Regions from separate parts of the Gossypium hirsutum genome. Here region 1 is linked to region 2. Evidence: chromatin contacts called from public Hi-C data. All regions are on one chromosome and are shown on one strand. Each heading gives the region's core, a stretch centred on a gene start, on an enhancer-like site or on the middle of the called end of the contact. The rest is flanking DNA. Distances are from core to core; before and after follow the strand shown. Region 1 holds the start of LOC107895143 (40S ribosomal protein S19-3). Region 2 holds the start of LOC107895146.

Region 1 (3,872 bases), core at 1,137-3,636, 150 kb before region 2:
TAGTCGCTTGCTTCACCAGCTATTTTCTTTCTAGATTCATTATCCAGTCAAACACGTGTATGAATTTGTGTCATCTTGCATTAGCAATAACCAAACACAGGTATAAACCTATGTTCTTCTATATTGATAACAATGTCGATATCAACGACTTAATCCGCACATCTTTAAGTTTACTAAATGTTTAATGTTTATCTTATTTCACATTTTGTATATTTTTTGTTCTTCCAAGACTCGCTAGTATATTTTGTGACATTTTGAGTGCCTTCCGATTGCAGATGTGATTGTATTATTTCACATTTTGGCTATTAATTGGCGCTTTAGTCCACGGTGTAAACAAGTTTAATGTTTAAAACCCAAAGTGTTTATATGAACGTACATCAACTGATACTTTTTTGTCGATCAATATCGAATCCAATCCAAGCTTAAATATATCACGTTAGTTTGCAGAAGTAAAAAAATGGGTGATTTTCTTCCATCGAGCACTTGCTACATACATATTAAGAGGATGTAGTAAACCAATATTTTCCAAAACAAAAGAACAATGTTTTCAGATCTAAATATGAAAACTCCATTAATTCAAAATATCCTCAATTTGAGTAATACAAAGAATCTGGAAATCCAAATCTAAATTTAAAATCCCAAACCCTACATCTTAAAAACATTTTCCTGGAACCCTCCAGATCCATTTATGCAAAAACTTGATTCTCCATATGTAAAACACCCAACTCATAGGAATCACGATGATCAAGACCAAACATGCGGCAGAAAGAAAATATAGCATACATCAGTTTTCAATAAAAATCAAAATCAAAATAAATTCAGAACTTAATATACCAAAACGGAAAATGTTTAAAACAGCTTCCTATGAAAACCCAATTTTCAAACGACTAAATCTCAGGAACATGAAAAACATAAAGTTAAAATTTCTTAGATAGCAACCGCAATCCTTCCAGCTACTTGGTCCAGATCCCGTTGGCCGTTTGATGTGATTCTCCTACCACTGTTACACACATGATATATATTTTAGTTTATATAAATAACAGATGCTAATCATATGCTATTCTACTCATATACTTCTTATTTAATCTATTACTCAAAACTTCCAAGGTACTGGATACAAGCATATATATATGTTACATGTATATGCTTGATTTTTAATATGGTCATATATTTAGAAAATCATAGCTCATATTCATGTATAAATATATGTTGGTAGTTCATGGTTTAGGTAATCCATCTCACATTGTCTAGAAGATCAAGCTCAAAATGTGCACAAAACAATTGAGTTGTAAAGACACATAATGTCTTGCAAAAGTCGTCTACAGTATGAAATAATATGTTGGAGGCATATTAAGACCTTAATGAAAGTATTATACAAGTCTCAAAATCCTCTTACTTCCTTGATTATTTCTTCTCGTTTTCATTCTCTAATTTTCTTAATACATGATATATAATACCTGAAATCCAACATTTGAATCATATCCTAACACATTGCTATGATCTTAAAACTTAAGAGAGATTAAGGTGTTTAGGATACGATTTAAAAGTTATTTCTCCTCCCAATTGAAGATATGTTAATTTGCATAGCTATCAATATGTTGTCACTTCCATTGACCGCGGAACCAACTATCTCTCAACAATACCAAATAACTAATGCCATGACAACCCGAAAATATAAATGAAAAACAATTATAGAACATAAAAACTCACCCTTTAGGATCAATATCAATGATGTTGACATCCTGCAATTGCTGAAGTATGTGACGAGCAACAGATCCACTGCTCTTGCAGAAATGGCGTGGGCGACTTCCATTTCTCTTAGCTCCTCCGTAGATCCTCCTAAAGGCACCAACACCAAGAACTCCCCTCAAGTATATTTTCCTAGCCATGGAAGCTACAAAGGGACACAATTTATCGCTCATGAAAAATTTACATAATGGTTAATTAGTGTTAATTGGTAAGGGTGACGAATGTAAATACCAGCTCTGACATAGTACCAATCAGGGTCATAGGGTGGAAGCTCCTTCAGTTTACCGGTCTTGACAATATCAGTCCATGGAGGAAGCTCAATCTGTGTTTTTATTGTGAAGGAAAAAAAATCACATTAAGATACTAAGAAAACGTTCTAATTTGCATCTCTAACAAATCAAATTTTGTGAAGACTTGAGAAAAAAGAAGAATACCTTGCCGGAGCGCTTGAGATGGGCGGCATAAGCCTTGACGAACTCGTGTGGGGAAACGTCTTTAACGGTTCTGGCTGCCTCCATTTTTATCGCGTGCTGCGACTATCACTCCGTGTGCGGCTTGCGAGATGTATTTTCATCAGACTTCTAGGAGTGAAAGAAAACACTATATATACCACGAATTAGGGTTTAAAGTTTGGGCAAGTTCTGGCTGTGTTCGCCAAATTACCTATATAACCTTTTGCAAAGTTTCTTTTTTCATTTTTCCCAACCCCAGGCCCTTAATATTGTAGAAATAAATAATTATAAAAAGAAACTAATACCAACCCTAGATTCATATTAGTACTTATTTAATAGGAATAATATTTGATGCACTATTGTTGGTGCATAAATTTCATGTATTATCGATAAATAATAGTATGACACATCATCATTAAATAAAATAAAAAAATAGTTGAGTACTTATAAATAAATACTAATAAATTTATTTAAACATAATTAAATAATAATTAATTATAAATAAATATTAATATATTTTGAATTTAAGATCTTGGGTTTAAAGGTTTAGGATATAAGATTTTGAGTTTAGAGTCCTGGATTTAGGGTTAGGATTATAGCATTTATTTATAATTAATAATTATTTAATTATGTTCAAATAAAGTTATTAGTATTTATTTAAAAGTCCTTCACTATTTTTTATTTTATTTAATGATGAGGTGTCATGTTATTATTCGTTGCTTTATTTAATATACTAACTAATTTATAAAGTATAATTACTCGGCTTCCAATGGTGTTGGAAAATGCGATTTTGAAACTCGTTTCCGTAAATTGAGTCCATAAATGAACTAAATTGTAAAATTTCAATCGCTATAAAGTTTTAATTAGGAGAAGGCTTGGGGACTTAGATAGCAATTATCCTGGGGACTAAAATGGTTAATAAACTAATTTTAATTAAATATTAGTGGATGATGAGGGTGGATGTCATTAGAATTAACTACTTGAAGATTAATGTATAATTAATTAAGATTAAGTTAATTAATTAATTTTAAGTGTAAACTAAATCTAGTATATAAACTAAAAGTTAGTGGAGAAATGTTATCATCTTCTCCATTTCTACCGTCCACCATTAAAGAACACGAGAGAAAAGCCTTAAGCATTTGGCCAATTCTGGCAAGTAAGTCCTTAAGCCATTTTCTTTTACTTTTATATATTTATAATCATGGGAGCTTGATTTAGCAAACCCATGTATCAATTTGTTCAATTTTTGAAATTTTGATAAGTTTCCATTGTTAAGAAATTGAGGAATTAGATTTCAAATTGATAGAAATTAAGTTTACATTATGAAAAGGACTAAATTATAAAGCTTAACAAGCTTGATTGTTAACTTTATTGAATAAAATGAAAATATGTTATGAAATTATGTTAGGAATAGAAAGTATAGGGTCCCTGATGAGTAAATGTGAAATCGAATTTTAACCCAAAGCTTTATATCGAAAGTTATACTTGTCTTAAGTTTAGGGACTAAATTGAATAAAATGTAAATTATGCTTGAATTTGTATTCAATTGTGAATTGGGTGGAAATTTATATTTTTTATATGCTATATGATTGTACGTATCTAAAGACGGCACCAAGCCGTCGAGAGGGAAAGGATCAGAGAGAGTTGAAGCCGAGTGACACGAAATCTCGA
Region 2 (3,860 bases), core at 143-2,642:
CCACTAGCTCAACAAAAGCTCGATCAGACTTGCATTTGAATTAGAAGAAAATTATACGACTTTGGAAATACTTCAGTTGAGTTGATTTATTCGATGTGAAATTAAATTAGGTGATTGTGTGAATCAATTAGAGAATTTGATTAAAGAATTTTCTTGAAAAATTAATTTGAAAAGTCTCAATGATTTTTGGGATAATTAATTTTGATCAAGTAAAATTAACTTAATTAAAATAAATATGATTTTTTGAAAATTAATTCTCAAGTCAGACATTTGGCCTAATGGATAATTGATCATGAAAATTGGACCGGAGATGAAAAATTGAACCTAAGAACCAAAACTCGAGACTAAAATCCAAAAATTGGTGAACCATGCCCTATGTATGAAATTGGACCAACAGTCCAACCGGTGGCTGAACAGGACCAGTCATGCCATCACTAGCCCGGAATGAATCGATTAGGCCTATTCGGGCCAAACAGTGATGGTTCGAGGTGCTAAGGAGAAGTGGCGCTGACAATGGCATTGCCGGGCATGGCAACTAAGACAGCGGTGATCCAATGGCTGATAGATGGTCATCAGTGATGGTTTTTTTACAGTAGAGTAATAAAAAAATTATACTCCTAGTGCGGCTCTACCAGATAACTTAATTTCAAATTAACTTTTCCAAAAATAATATTTTTTAATATTTAATTTAATTTAAAATTTATCTAGATATTAAATTAAATTTAATATTTATTTGATAATATTTTATTAATTTAATATTAATATGATTAATTCTAATTCTAGTTAAATTCTCTCTAAATTCTTCTTATATAAAGAGAGCATGGATCATCATTCTCATACACTTTCAAGAAAAGTTGAAAAGAGAAAATTCTCTAAAGAAATTATTTCAAAAAATTTCTAAAGATATTCTTATTATTTACAACTTGACTCAAGAGTTTAGATAAATTAAGAACTTACTACTCTGGTAATTTTTGTGAATTTTTTTATTTGAAGCAAGCCCACACTCAGGAAATGTGAACTTGAGGATTGTAAAAAAGACTACTTGGTTGAAACGTTCATCCTAGACAAATCATAAATGTACGATTCTGATTAAATGTTTATTACTTTAGATAACACAGCCAAAGCTTTTATTTTTTGAAAAAAAATTAAAACTTTGTTTTTCCCTTACATCTATTTTTCGATGCATTTTTCGAACCTAATTTTCCAACAAACATTTATAAGAGGTGTTGTCAGCCATTTCCTAATATTACACGTGTCTTTTGGTTAATGGTTTTGTATTATCTAGGTTTAGGTGACCTAATGCTTTTCCTCTCCCTTAAGTGTAGGCTGCCCTTTAGCATAATAAGTAAGCATACAGCAAAAATGTTAAACAGTCCCCTTTGTTAAGAGTGTGGTCTCTCGACATGTGCTCACCTTATTGTGGGCTGGCAAAGTAGGAGTTCCAAGGTCTTGGTCGATAGGATCTAGTCTTTGCTGTTGGTCTTCGCTCGAATGGGGTTTGGTGAGGTCCGGTGAGGCCGTAGGGTCGAGAGGTGAGCTTGTTGGATTACCGTTGGTGGGCTTAAAAGGTATAGATATAACAATATTAACAATATAGATCTATCAAGGTTGAGGCTCTGATTATCTTTGACCAAAAATTACTTCTTAAAAATTATAAAAGTTTATTTTTATTAATATTTATATATCTTTATTATTTTTAAAAAAAATATTTTTTAGATTAATAAACCAGTTAATAATTAATAAATAACAGGGAATATGCTTTTTTCTCTCTTTTTTTTTTTGTGATAGAATATGCTTTTTCAAATACATGCCAATACCAACAGAAGGTAACGAAATAAAGGGATAACTTGACGCCCGAACAGTTGTATCTATTAACGACAAGGAGACTAATTGAAGAAAAGAGGCGGGTATTCATTCATTCGTATTGGTAGGCAGAAGAGAGAGACACAGAGCGTTCCAATTTGCAAATGCCAAGTGTCGTGCTTTGCTAATGAATCCACTTGGCCAATATATATATTTTTTTGAAAATTACAGAAGCCAATGCCGGTATCAATGGCATTTCACTCATCTTTCCTTCTTTTCTAAAATCTCTAGTTACCCATTTCTCCATTATATTCCTTTCTTCCTTCTCATTTTCTTCTCTTCTGTTTATGGTATTATTACTATTTCATATTTCCTTGTGTTAAGCTGGTATTTCTTTTCTCTTCGCGCTCTTTCTTATTTTTCCTTGCATGTATGTCTATATATATATGTATCTGATTTATGGGGTTTTTTTTTCATCTTTTTGTGTTTCGGCATTTTAACGTCAATATTTGAATTGACCATGTATGGTGTATTTCCCATATTATTTGTTTCATTGGAATTTGTTGATACCAATAAATCTTTAGATTTTTTTTGTTTAGAATCTTGGGAATCTTCATTTTTGGGGGTGAGCGTCTATGGTTCTGAGTATAGGTTAAAATTCCATCCATTTGTTTTAGGGAAGAAGGGAAGTGGAAAGAGAACAATGATTTCTCCTGGTTTTGTCTGGATAAAGAATATTTCATTGAGTGTTTCTTTGATCCTTTGTCTTGTTCAAAATTCATACAAAATGTTCTTTTTTCAGCGCTTAGGTAATTCCAATCGCTAATTGCCTCGTACACTTTGCTTTTGCTTTCGTTTCTCCTAATGGTAGACTGCTCCTTAGTGTTTTTACTTTGATGCATCCATCTTTGTGTTCTCCTGTGTTAGGAATACAATTTACATATGGATCATTAGCTATAAATGTATGAAACAGTTATCGATTATTGCCCCTTGAACGGCAAATTTCATAGTTCCATTTCTTTGCATACCGTGTGATGTTTCTATCAATATTGGAGTAATCGAATCCAATGCTGTTGAGCAGTCCTGCCACGATGGTCGGCTTCAAATATTGGGATGACTGTGTTGATCCTGAGGATTTGGAAGCAATGTGGCAACAACCTGCAGTGAGAAAAGAGTGGATTGATGTTGGGGAGACTCAAGGACAAAGGGTTCACCTATCAAGGGATCCTGAAGGACAGCCTTATTTGACACAAACAGAGATGCGGGTACGCAACTTGAATACCATATTATCAATACTTCACTGCTATTAAAAATTTGGGAATATTAATCTCAATAAGTAGTCTTCCATAAAGTTCGAATGGCTAAGAAGTTAAAATTTATTTTATAACATTTAATCTTCCTTAAGTACTTTTATTTTGGTTATTTTTAGATATTAGTCTGATTTTGTCTTATTCGTTTTTCCAACACATTAGGATGATACAGTAGTATACTTTGCTTACTCCTGTACTACAATAATAATAATAATAATAAATTCAAGACCGTTAGATTTTGCCACAAGGTTTTTACTTCTAATTTATCTTATGGTGCTGTTTCAGGCTGTTGCTGAAATTGTTACTAGCAGACATTTTGATACACATATAGATCCGGTATGTCACCTATCACCTGGATTTGTCTCCTGTACCACTGATTTCCAGTCTTGATCATACAGAAATTTATTATATGATTTTATCTTACATTAGTGTAAAATTACTCTGGTCAGGCAGTATAATTCCTGACAGAAACTCTTCTTAAATAATATGCATATAACAATGAAGTGTTACTATCATAATCCTAATTTCTGAAGACAAGGCTATTTTCAGGATACGCCATTTTCTGATGACATGAATATACAAATATCTTGAAATCTATACAATACAAATTATTAATGTATCAAAAGTTTTATAAATATATTATACCTTAAACACGATTATGACACTGCAAGTTTTTAAATCTATCCTGTTTATAGGAAACCTTCCATCTCTCTCTTCCTTTCCTCTGTATTTGTCTGAATGAATCTT

Evidence for each region. Hi-C and Micro-C count contacts between places; a contact is called where the count stands out from the background.
Region 1: a Hi-C map of leaf shows a contact between it and region 2, with 2.5 times the contacts expected there. The contact joins the promoter of LOC107895143 here to the promoter of LOC107895146 in region 2. A contact is called at or near these places in 4 of 34 Hi-C or Micro-C datasets (leaf and petal).

What each region holds. Positions count from the first base shown.
Region 1 is chrA13:90,191,841-90,195,712 of Gossypium_hirsutum_v2.1, reverse strand. LOC107895143 (40S ribosomal protein S19-3) reads right to left here and starts at 2,386. Exons shown (of 4, transcript XM_016820382.2): 1 at 2,184-2,386; 2 at 1,981-2,071; 3 at 1,711-1,894; 4 at 808-1,000. The coding sequence starts at 2,267. The coding sequence ends at 928.
Region 2 is chrA13:90,045,824-90,049,683 of Gossypium_hirsutum_v2.1, reverse strand. LOC107895146 reads left to right here and starts at 1,392. Exons shown (of 13, transcript XM_016820390.2): 1 at 1,392-1,568; 2 at 2,885-3,068; 3 at 3,399-3,449. The coding sequence starts at 2,895. It overlaps LOC107895148 (a long non-coding RNA gene), which reads right to left. Exons shown (of 3, transcript XR_001683428.2): 2 at 2,832-2,961; 3 at 2,225-2,721.